Linked DNA regions of Mus musculus: all the other regions are linked to region 2. A link is a contact called in public ChIA-PET and promoter capture Hi-C data. All regions are on one chromosome and are shown on one strand. Each heading gives the region's core, a stretch centred on a gene start, on an enhancer-like site or on the middle of the called end of the contact. The rest is flanking DNA. Distances are from core to core; before and after follow the strand shown.

Region 1 (4,040 bases), core at 537-3,036, 5.8 Mb before region 2:
AATGTTGGACCACATATCACTGTGCTCCCTTAAGACTAAATCATCTAGTGATGTCATAGTCATCTTAATTTATCTAACTATACTCCAGATGAATTGTCTATGAAATTCTCAAAATACATCATTGCCCTTAAATAACCCATGATTGCTTGAGACCTGTCTTCCTCTTCTCTGTAAATTTATTTGGGATCTAAGTTTCAAACAAGGGTGTTTGAAATCCCTTTTGTGGGAACAGGACTGAGGATGGGCATTTAGAGGCGACAGAGTCACGTGACAACTCCTGGTAAATAAAGCTCCAGAGATCAGTATCAGTGTGCAGATCTGCATTTATTGCCAAGCACATAAGCTTATATACAGTATTTGAGCCAATCCCAAGCCCCTAAATCCTTGGCCAAGCATAACTTACTACATCTCACCATATCCCAATAAAAGCTGTGACTGATGAGGTAACTCAGAGAGAAGGGGTGTGGCGAGCATTGTCACCTGTAGGGACTTTTGTGAAGACTCAGAAGCAGCCACTGTCTTGACCTTAGTTCCTTTTTGCTGTCTCACTGGTGTCCCGGGAGCCATCTTAGATCTGACACCATGTACAGCAGATCAGGACTCTGTGGCACAGTGCTCTCCACCCCACATATTCCTTCACAAGGTTGTCTTCCACATGCCTCACACTCTCAATCTTAACATCCCAAAGCTGTTCAGGCTGTAGTCAGAGCAAGTTTTTCTTAGTTCACTCTATTGATAAATCTTTATTTCTGATGTCATTTCCTCCCACTTCTTCCCTTTTTTTTGTTTTCCTTTGTTAACAGAAAGGGGAATCATTTCTCTTCGTGAGGTTTTTTTTATCCTCATCCACAAACTGACAACTCCATCAAGTTAATATGTTGTCTCATATACCTCCAGTATAAAATATGAAATTAACTTAAAAGATTTCTTTTCCTTCCTGTATGAATTTATCCTGAGAACCTGGAATGCTGAAGTCTGGCAGATGCCACTATTAGCTAAGTCCTGTAAGGTACACAAGCATTTCTAGCTAACATGATGAAAATAAGGCAGTGTGAGGAGCCAGCCAGAGCTAAGAAGCGAACCTAATCATGGGCTGACATTCCTATGTACTGTCCCCTGTCTTTAGCATGTTCATCCATACTGGACTTGGAATGCAGTGTTCTATTGCACCAGGCTTCAGGGTGCTTTGCAACTCAGCAACAAGCAAACACGGGACTGAGGAAGCTAAGCATGGTAGTTCTTTAGCACATATTTTCAAACACTGTTTTTTAAGTGTCTGTTAATGAGGGGGAAACAAAAACTGAGAACTTAGGTCCAGCAGTACATACTAAGTTCATTTTTTTTTAGCTTCATAAATAAAACGTAATAGTACAAAAATACTAATGAGATTATTCTCAGATTGTTTGGGGGGTTTCGGAATCGGGCACATTATTTTATATTTACAGCTCATGCACAGTTCAAAGCCAATCGGTCACAATGCATGAGCTTAACAACAGTAAACAGCACTCGTTCAGGATTCTACACACGACTTCCGGGTATCCGAAGCTTGTTCGAGTTTCAGGAAGTGACGTCTGCCGTGAGACATGCCGGGAGTCGTAGTTAGCGTCCACCGTCCAGTTGCACCCGATGGGAGTTGTAGGCCATCCGTGAAGCATGCCGGGAGTTGTAGGCCATCCGTGAAGCATGCCGGGAGTTGTAGGCCATCCGTGAAGCATGCCGGGAGTTGTAGGCCATCCGTGAAGCATGCCGGGAGTTGTAGGCCATCCGTGAGGCATGCCGGGAGTTGTAGTCCGCGCGCGCTCTGGGGCTACTGGGCGCTTCATGGCAGTCGGCTCTGTGCTCGCCTACTCTTCCGCTCGGCCCTAGAAAGTTTCGTTTCTGCCCAGCGGAGGACCCACGAGCGTGTAAGTGCCGCAGGCGCCCGGACAGGCATCGGGGACACTGGGGCCTTTCTGGACGTCGGCGCGGAAGCTTCGTGGGGGCGTGGGTCGTCCCCTCCCACACAGGGCGCCTCGGGAGAACCCTCTCTCCAGAGAGGTTAGCTCCAATACGCAGGCTGTCTGCGGGGTCGTAGAAAGACCCTCAACACTGTTCCAAGATCGGAGCCGGCAGAAGGGGGCCGCCCTGTGAGGCGGAGCTTCGGCAGCTCTCCCCGAACCCCTGGCACAGCAGCCAAACCCCGAAGTTCTCGCGGGCACTGGGACTTGATCCCCAGAAAGCCAAACCCTCCTCTCTGCAGGACTCCTGACGCCCCTTCGGTCCAGGAGACACAGTTTGTTCCTTTTGTATCTTCGCTGACCTGACCCGCTGCCCTTATGCTCAGATAGTTCAAGGGGGCTCTGCGGTCAAGTTTCTGGAAACACCTGTAGGACGACTGAATGTATCTGGTGTGGTAGCTTGTCCTGTTGGCACCCAGGCTTGGGCTGCGGATGGGGGGCAGGGCGGAGCGACATCCTATTTGCATAAAAGAAGAGAACATGTAGTTGACACTTAAGCCAAGTCAAGTAGCTTCCTATTAATGCTATGATTCTCTGTGTCACTCTGCAAAGTTCCCACGGCTGGGCTGTCTCCTGCAGAAAAAACAGCACTTGTTTCTTTCTGTCCCTATGATTGTTTGACTTAACACAGGTGGTTTCCTTTCCAGACAGAAATGGGGCAGAGGCTCAGGACTTAATCTACTTACAGCCTCTCTCAGCAATGGTGGTCTGAAGCAGGTTAATTCCTCTGCCATCTGCTTGCTGCTGTTGCTGGGTTGGGGGAAGGGAGCTGTGGGTTTCTACTTTTAGTTTTGCAACCTCCTGGCTGCCCCGACACTCTCGGTCTATGACAACCAGTTCTGCTGTGTTGAAATGCAGAATACTGATTATGGGCCAGGATTGTTATCCTGGAAATCAGCCCAGGGCTGACTGTCAGCCTCCTTTACCTAAAAGGATCTGAAAAAAACAAAAACAAAAACAAAAAAAACTATAGCTTTAGGAGACAGAATTTATCTGTTTGTTTAATGTTCATATTTGTGTATCACTTCTTGAAAATTGTTTATTTTATTAAGAAAATAGATAACGTATACAGAGTCCTGCAGTACCGTGTGTGTGTGTGTGTGTGTGTGTGTGTGTGTGTGTTCTTAATATTTTACTTTATTTTTGTAATTGGTTTAGAACTTGGAAATGGTCTCAGGTTCCTTTGCCCCTTAGCCAGCATGGCTAAGTGCCAAGTGTTTAGCCCAGTCCTTTGAAGTGAGATAAAAGACACCACTTGTAATAGCAAAATCATCAATAACAAACATCTGGTGGTCTTGTTTTATGTTAGTCCTTGAGGCTGGAGGCCTGCTGCCTCCAGAACACAGAGTACTCAAGAAGTGTCAGTCCTTAGTCCTAGCTTCCCTTTGCAGGGAATGGTTAGCTGACAGGTCACCTCTGATTTCTGGAGATTCCAAAAACAAGATAAAACTCAAGACTGGTGTAGCAGTGTGAGCTAGAGGAAGTGTGTTGACTACCTATGATCTCATGCCAGGAACCACTGGGAACCCAAGAGTTAGAGGCCACATTCACTACAAGCATCTCCCAGGCAGCAGAAAGGGTTATAACTAAGGTTTTTAACCTTAGAGGTACCTGTAAGCAGAGGCCAGTTGTTTGTGACCATGTTGACATCTGAGTGACTTTGTGTTCCTGCTTCTCTCTAACAGCATTTGAACCTTAATTTGAAGTTATTGTGGGGTAGAAACTGGGGTGTTTCTGTGAGCTTAGACATGGAAAAACACTGCTTTCTAGTTACTTTTTGATGTATCACTAAAATTAACTGAAGTGTCTGTACCATCCTAGGAGCATAGCTCTGACCATGCACAGTTGGGCAAGAGGAATATTATCATCCACTTTCTGACATTGGAGCCATTTAACTAGCCTAGTTATAGTGGCCACCAACGGTCCTTGTTGTTCATAAGACTCTGGCATTTGAACAGCAATAAAGGCCCATTTTCCTTTGGTCCAGGTTTCAGTGTCAAGAAGAGGATATTTGCACATTATGGTTTAGTAGAAAGGTGTAGG
Region 2 (3,702 bases), core at 13-2,512:
TATCCATCTAATCCACTGGCATTCCCACGACAGCAAGCTGCCTTTTAGACATCAATGAATCTCTCGCATTTACATGAAAACGTCCATTTACAAACCTAGAGCATTCAACACTCTGTAGCCATTCAGCGAATAATTCCAATTGTTTTCCATTTAAGACGATGGAGTGATCACTACAGACAGGGTAAGGAGAACATTTTTTGAGAACTAGAAATGAAACTGTTTTAAGATTTTGTTCAATCCAACTTAAAATTCAAACGGGGGTGGGGTGGCTCTTCTGTACTTAAGGATTAGAGGTCAATTTCAGTCTCAGTATGTCAATGTTTTTGATCATCACATGGTATTTCTGATTTCTAGTAGCTTCCATGGGTATTTTATCTCTCTTTCTGAGTATTCCGAGTTCCTTGCGAGGAGGACCACTGTTAGCCTGCCTTGCAACCCAGCCGGAAAACGGGACTGAAACATGCAAGTTAGACTGATGGTCACTCCCAGACGCCACCGGCACTACCCACGTCCCTCTTTCCCTCTCCGATATAAATGCCACCCCAGTGCAGGAAATAAAACTGAAAGCGTTCCCAGCGAGTCAAGAGCACGGACCGAACTTGAGCAATCCCCGAGCGGGAAGGCAAAAAAAAAAAAAAAAAAAAAAAAAAAAAGCCCGTGGAAGCGGGGCTGTGGGATGGCAGGGACCAGGGATGCTAGACTGGGCCGCTCTGAACAGCAGAAGGGCGCCGGGGACAGAAAGCGAAGTGCGTCTGGCCAGGCGACAGCCACCAGGCCCCTCCTGGCTGTCTCCACCGTCCGGGCGAGCGCGAGCGATCCACTCACCCTGAACCCTGGCTACGTAGGGCGGTCCCCAAGGCCACCGGGTTTCGCTTCCCCAGTGTTTGGAAGCCGGCTGAAAACAAACCGGGTCGCCAGGGGTCACCACGGGCTTCCGGTTTCCTCGAAGACGCCACCGCTTCCCCCGTCAAGGTGGCCGTCACAGGTGCACCGAGGGAGTCCCATGTCTTCCGCCGCGGCTCCCGCAGTCAGGGGCCCTGGAGGTCACAGAGGAACCGAGCAGGGGCGGCCCGGGGCCGCCGGAACAGGCCCGTTACCCAGCAGCACGCGCGTCAACTCCGGGGTCGCCGGCGCCCGCTGCCCCGCTCAGGGGCGGCGAGGCCTAGAGGGTTCTAGAAGGGTCTACGAACGCCCCGCCGCCCACAAAGGTGTCGCCGCTGCGCACAGGCTGGGTGCCAGCGCAGCGCGACGAAACCGGAAGCCGGACCTGAAGACTATATAGGGTGCCGCTAAGTGGCGCTCTAGCGGGGCGGGGCGTACTACAGGTCCCATGAGCCTCTGCGGTAGGGCAGAGGCGCACTACGAGTCCCGTGAGCCTCCGCGGCGGGGCGTACGTACTACCAGTCCCAGTGGTCCCCGCGGCGGGTGAGGTGTCGCGCCCAGCCGCGGGGAGGCGGAGTGGAGCTGAGACAGCGTCGCAGGCTGGCTGCTGTTGGGCTGAGGCGCGCGTTCAGGGCGCCCTCTAGCGCGTCCTTTCCACTCAGCGGCAACTGGGATTCCGTGAGGTGGGTCCGTGCTGCTCAGCTCAGAGGCGCCTGTCACCGTGGTGCTAACCCGAGAGCTGATGCGTGTCTGGGGCCCCTGGAATCCACGCAGGCCCCGTGTTTCGGGTCGCGTGGCGGTCTCCTTGGGTATCTTTTGAAGCAAGGTCGCTCACTGACTTCATGGGGGTTCCGGGATGCTCTTCTGTGTAGCAGGAGAAAAGGAGCCCATGGCCAACTCTTGACTTGTTCTGGCTCTTAGAGTTGTCTCCTCTCTCGGTTATTTCTAGGTGATAATCCTCCGGGTTTGTTTGTTTGTTTGTTTGTTTGTTTTTTGAGGCAGAGTCTTATGCATCCCAGAATGGCCACAAACACACTTGTTTCCACCACCGGGTGAAGAATTTTAGTCATCTATAATTCTCTCTGTCTGTAGTTTGTTAAATCTTCATATTTTTGTACGTTTGTTTTTTAATTTTAAATTTGCGGCAGGGCCTCAAGTAGCCCAGGCTACCCTCAAAGTCTTGAATTTTTTTTTCTCTGACCTCCTGCTTCTGACTCCAAGGTTTTGGGTTTATACATTACCAAGCAATGCGGTGCTGGAGGTTGAACCCGAAGCCTTGTGCATGCTAGAACATTGAACTGTATGGTGAGGCATAGACAAATTAATTGCAATCTTAGGGGGTCACAGACAGAAAAAGGAGCACAAGTTCTAGATTATTTCTGGTTAAGTAATGTGAGAGTCATAGTTATAGTTAATATTTATTTATTGACAACTAAGAACGCTCATGTTTCTTGGCACTATATTATTTTGTCAACTGAAAACTTAAATTCTGTCAGTGTTCTGTGGAAGGTTTTTGAGTATATAGTTTTTGCCTATGGGTAGATAATTTTTTCACTGGAGTATATTTGGTTTTGAACAATCAAAAAATATGGACCTTGATATAAGTTACGACTATGGCTCAGCTCTCTTAGGGGCAAATATTTATTTTTAGGGTTAGTACAGGTATTATTTTGATAATACCTTGTTTGAGCAATGAAAACCTTTTTGTTTTTCATTGTTTTTAATGTGTGTTATGCTTTGCTGGCATGTGTGTGTGTGTGTGTGTGTGTGTGTGCATGTGCATGTGCATGCAGTGCCCATGACAGCCAGAAGAGTTGTATTCCCTGGATCAAGAGTTGACAGAAGTTTTGAGCCTCCATGTAGGTGGTGAGAATTGAACCTAGGTCCTTTAGAAGAGCAGGCAGTGCCCTTAACCACTGAGCCTCTCTCTAGCCCAACTTTATTTTTTTAAAGTGTGGTATCTGAAGAATACTGTAGTGAAACAATAACAACATATTTTTAGAGGAATAAAGTTTTAAGTGAGTTTGTAGATTTAAATTGTATACTGAAATTTCACCATACCACTCTATAAATCATTTTTCTGTAGTTTATTCTATGTTGTAAGTACTGTATCCTTAACATAATTAAAGTGTCAGAATTGCTGAGTTGTAATAGCAGAGTTTTTTCATGTTAATACCATCTTCAATGGCATTTAATTAGCGTTGTTTTAGAGGCATTTTCTCTACATGTCATGTGTACAGGCTAAGTTCTTTAGGGAGGGGATGGGTTTTTTTTGTTTGTTTGTTTGTTCTTTTTTCTTTCTTTCTTTCTTTCTTCTTCTTCTTCTTCTTCTTCTTCTTCTTCTTCTTCTTCTTCTTCTTCTTCTTCCTCTTCCTCTTCCTCTTCCTCTTCCTCCTCTTCTTCCTCCTCCTCCTCCTCCTGTTCTTCTTCTTCTTCTTTTTTGTTTTTTTTTTTGAGACATGGTTTCTCTGTGTAGCCCTGGCTGTCCTGGAACTCACTCTGTAGACCAGGCTGACCTCGAACTCAGAAATCCACCTGCCTCTGCCTCCCAAGTGCTGAGATTAAAGGTGTGCGCCACCACTGCCTGGCAGGAAGTGGATGTTTTTAATAAAAAAATATCTACTACTAAAACAGTTTTAAAATACTGCCAAAAGTAGAAAACTTGGTACATAACAAAACTTGATGTATAAGTTAGCTTTATCATTGCTATAGCAAAAACCAAACCAAACCAAACCAAAAACCTTGACAAAAGTAATTTAAGGAATGAAGAGTTTATTTTGGCTCAGGGTACAGTGGGTGAAGGTGGGAAAAGGCTTGGAG
Region 3 (3,682 bases), core at 858-3,357, 6.8 Mb after region 2:
AACAGTGCTTGGAGATGCTCATCCGTCAGTGGCTGGCTCAATGTGTGCTGGTTTCGAGTTAAATATGCAAAAGCCTTATCACAGATCTGGTTACTATCAAATAAGGATGCCACCTTATAGGCAACCCCTTTGATAATTGGGTAAGCTTCACCAGACAGTCCTGCATAAAACTGTCCCAAGTCTTTGACTCTGTACTCATTCCACAGGTCAGTGTTGGCCTGAAGTTTTGTTAGCTCCACTCTTACAGAAATAGGCGCATATTCCGGTTTAAAGCTAAATGGATTTGAGAAAAGTTCTAAGTCCTTTTTAATGAACCTGAGGTCCTTAAAATGTCTCTCAAAATCTTTCTGTAGGCGGGAGATCACCATTTGATACCTGTCAGGATCAAATATTTTTTGATCTTCCTTAAACTGCTGTTTAAGTTCATCAACGATTATACTGAAGGCAGGAAAGTCTGTTAGATTTACTTCCTCCATATGTCTCTGAAGTGAACTCAGCTTACCCTCAAAGGTGCAGATGCGTTCAAAGGCAGCAGCAGCAAAGACTTTACTGATCTGCAGTTCTTCACTGATCTCTCGAAGATAGTCCATAATATCTACCAAGAAACCAAAATCACAAAGCCACTGCTTGTCTGAGAAATGAACTGTTGTTGCCCCCACTGAGACCAAGAACGCCTCGATTTCTTTTCTTAGTGAAAATATTAGTTTTAACGTTTTGCCTCTTCTCAGCCAGTTGTTCAAACACCGTCCGTTAACTCTTTCACCATGCTCTGACTCAGACTCAGTTAGTAGAGGCTGAAACTCCGGTCGCCTAACACCTCTGGTCTTAATCATAACTACCCATTCAGATATGGTATTTATGATCTGATTAATATCAACATCATAAGAACTCAACAGTTCCAAGTGAAGAAATCCCGAATAGTGGATTACGTTCCAACAGTTGGGACTCACGGCCTTCTCTCTCATGTAGGAGACCAGTCCGGAGTTCTCGCCGATCATCCTTAAAGTGTGGGTCGTGGTCAGTCCAACCATTCGCTGTAAGCTGAGCCCTGCTGTCTGCAGGGCTTCCAGAATTGCCGACATGAGAGCCCCAACACTGAAGTGATGAGTCAGGTTGATAATCGTCAGAAGATCTTCTTGCACCTCCAGGTCGCGGCCGACGCCACGGATGAAGACCAGCAGGTAGTTCTCATAGGCCACAAAAGCCTGGTCATCCAAAGCAAGGGAATAGGCCTTAAAGTCCCTGGCTCGGTTAAACAGCTGGCTGCGGAGGTTGCTGTCAATGCTCAGAATCCTCTGCCGTGTGATCTCTGGAGACAAGTCAATGCCTTCCAGGACGCCGACGTGATCCGGCAGCACCTCTCTCAGCAACACCTCCATGCACTGGTGTACGAAGTCACCCTCACCCCAGCCGCGACCCTTCAAGGCCAAGAAGCGGCAGAGGCCGAGGCCTGCCCGGGTCGCTCTCTCCTCCGGAGTGAGCACGGCGGCCAAAGACATGTCACCCTGCCGCAGACGCTCGACCAGGGCCGCGCGTTCCTCGTCCCCTACAAACCGCTCGTAGAATTCGTGCTCGGCCTCGTAGTGGCGCCTCACGTCGCGTTCCCGAGTAGAGGCGACCAGGCGGCGACACACCAGGCACAGGGCCCCGTCACCCTCCGCAGGCTCCACCACCAGGTATCGCTGGGTCCACTCGGGCCGGAACACCAGAGCCTCGTCGACTTCCATCCTAATCCTCTTGGGCGTCATCCACATTCTGCGGAGGCCACAGGAGAACGCCGAGCTCTGAGGCCGCAGCAAACGGGGAGGAGCCCGACGAACGCCAAGCACCCCCTGGGTTCTGCGCCAGATCACCCGAGCAGGGGTGCACCAGCCTCCGCCAGGGCACCTCCGTTCCTATTGGCTGGAGATTTCGTATTCCCTCAGCTCTCAGAAATGAGCCAATAGGAAGAGCGGACCGTGAACTTTGACGCGCAAGCGCGTTGCCTTCTAGCCTGGTGTCGGGCCGCTGTTTAGAGCGGGACAGAGATCCCAGGAACTGACGTGTAAAAGCGCTTGACTGGCATTCATGCTGCCCAATCAGCACTTGCCGCTGGGAAGACGGCGCAGGACTGCAGTCGGCCGAAGCTGAAGGAAGAACTTGAGCGTGAGGAGCTCGAGTGATTGGCTGACTGGGAACTCGGGCGCCAATATGGCGTTTGTAGCAGGAGTTATTCGGCGTCTGGACGAGACGGTAGTGAACCGCATAGCGGCGGGGGAAGTCATTCAGCGGCCGGCCAATGCTATCAAAGAGATGATAGAAAACTGGTACGGAGGGAGCGGAGCCGAGTTCCCCGACTGAGAGCCGGGGCGGGCCGACCCACCTGCTGCAGTCGGCCACCGTGCGGGGCACCGAGCACGGGGACCGTGGGGGCATCGGGCACAGGGACCCTGCGCGTGCCAGGCTGGTTTCCCATTATGCACACGGCCGAAGGTCCTCACGACTTGCGCGAGACCTGTTTGGGTCGCAAGTAGGGGAAGCACGCGTGGTATTGGTTTAATGGTATCTTCCTGGAGTATGCGGCTCGCCGCCACGTTACATACAACGAAGATGCGCGGCTGACGATGTGTGAATGTGTAAGGGTGGAAGAGAAACAGTCTTCAGAGTGTGCCATTTTAGGTTTATCATTCATTCCCGGAATAATCCCTACACATCCAAGGCACAGTTTCTTCTGAGTTTTATTCAGACGTATCAGGACATGGGGCTTTTTTTCTGACTCTCCTCTTGTCAAATTAGTGAGTGACCCTAGTCTGAGACTTAGACCTGCATCTGAGACTTAGACCCGTCAGGTTGTGGAGGGGAGAAGTTAAACGTGTACTGTTTAACCTTTAATAGGCACAGTGAATAGTATACCCCAAAGTAGACACACCACCAAATAAGTTCAAAAAGGACACTGTGTACATAAGGACTTTGTGTTAATATCAGTTGATGGTTGTGAAAGCCAAAGAAGACAAATGTTCAGAAGTGCACTGAAAAGACAAAGCATTCAGAACGATGACACTGAGATAAATGACCTCAGGCCCTCTTTGGGGTCCAAAGACCTTTATGCAGGAGTCACCTAAGACCATCGTGAAATTCTGATATTTACATTACAATTCAGAGCAATAGCAAAATTGCAGTTATGAAGTAGCAACAAAATAATTTTATAGTTAAGAGTCACCACAATGTAACAATGGGTCCCAGTTTTAAGAAGGTTGAGAACCACTGCCACAGGGAGGAAAGGAAACTGAAGAGATAACCAGAGGAAGGAGCAGGGAGCCCTCGGACATTTGATTTGGTGTCAATAGGCTGCCCTAGGATAGGTTTTGCTTTTACTGTGTTAGGATGACCTGGAGAACTTGTTCACTTAATTGTACTATGCCTGAATCACCTACAATAAAAAACTAAGCTTAAAAGTAGCATAGCAACGCATGCAAGCAGAGATTATGCACAGATCCTACTTAAATATTTAAGTCGAGGTTTTTGATACAGAGGTGCTAAGAAAAGTTTATTACTTAAGTAACTTACTGGCTTCTTGTTTTTAAAAAAGGCATTTTCCTGAGAGGAGTTGAAAGCTTCCATTTTTCATGTAGCCCCAGGTCAAATTTGTTTCCTGTGGTAGATATTCTATGAGCATAGGCTGCTCTGAAAATACAAGAGTTTC

Evidence for each region. Promoter capture Hi-C pulls out the DNA fragments that hold promoters and counts their contacts. ChIA-PET counts read pairs in DNA pulled down with a chosen protein or histone mark.
Region 1: a Ronin ChIA-PET map of embryonic stem cells shows a contact between it and region 2, with 16 read pairs. The contact joins the promoter of Fyco1 here to the promoter of Azi2 in region 2. A contact is called at or near these places in 1 of 39 promoter capture datasets (cranial neural crest), 2 of 484 Hi-C or Micro-C datasets (both in liver) and 1 of 115 datasets of contacts at active chromatin or transcription factors (embryonic stem cells).
Region 3: a promoter capture Hi-C map of pre-B cells shows a contact between it and region 2, with 2.6 times the contacts expected there. The contact joins the promoter of Mlh1 here to the promoter of Azi2 in region 2. A contact is called at or near these places in 1 of 39 promoter capture datasets (pre-B cells) and 1 of 484 Hi-C or Micro-C datasets (rod photoreceptor).

Annotation. Positions count from the first base shown.
Region 1 is chr9:123,849,645-123,853,684 of GRCm38.p6, reverse strand. Fyco1 (FYVE and coiled-coil domain containing 1) reads left to right here and starts at 1,786. Exons shown (of 18, transcript NM_001110253.2): 1 at 1,786-1,904. It overlaps Xcr1 (chemokine (C motif) receptor 1), which reads left to right. Exons shown (of 2, transcript NM_011798.4): 2 at 1-1,370. Gm51700 (a long non-coding RNA gene) reads right to left here. Exons shown (of 2, transcript XR_003948283.1): 1 at 2,684-4,040; 2 at 1,722-2,454.
Region 2 is chr9:118,038,082-118,041,783 of GRCm38.p6, reverse strand. It overlaps Azi2 (5-azacytidine induced gene 2), which reads right to left and starts at 1,262. Exons shown (of 8, transcript NM_013727.4): 1 at 826-1,262. It overlaps Zcwpw2 (zinc finger, CW type with PWWP domain 2), which reads left to right and starts at 925. Exons shown (of 9, transcript NM_001378466.1): 1 at 925-1,565.
Region 3 is chr9:111,270,033-111,273,714 of GRCm38.p6, reverse strand. It overlaps Mlh1 (mutL homolog 1), which reads left to right and starts at 2,107. Exons shown (of 19, transcript NM_026810.2): 1 at 2,107-2,306. The coding sequence starts at 2,191. Epm2aip1 (EPM2A (laforin) interacting protein 1) reads right to left here and starts at 1,870. Exons shown (of 1, transcript NM_175266.4): 1 at 1-1,870. The coding sequence starts at 1,754.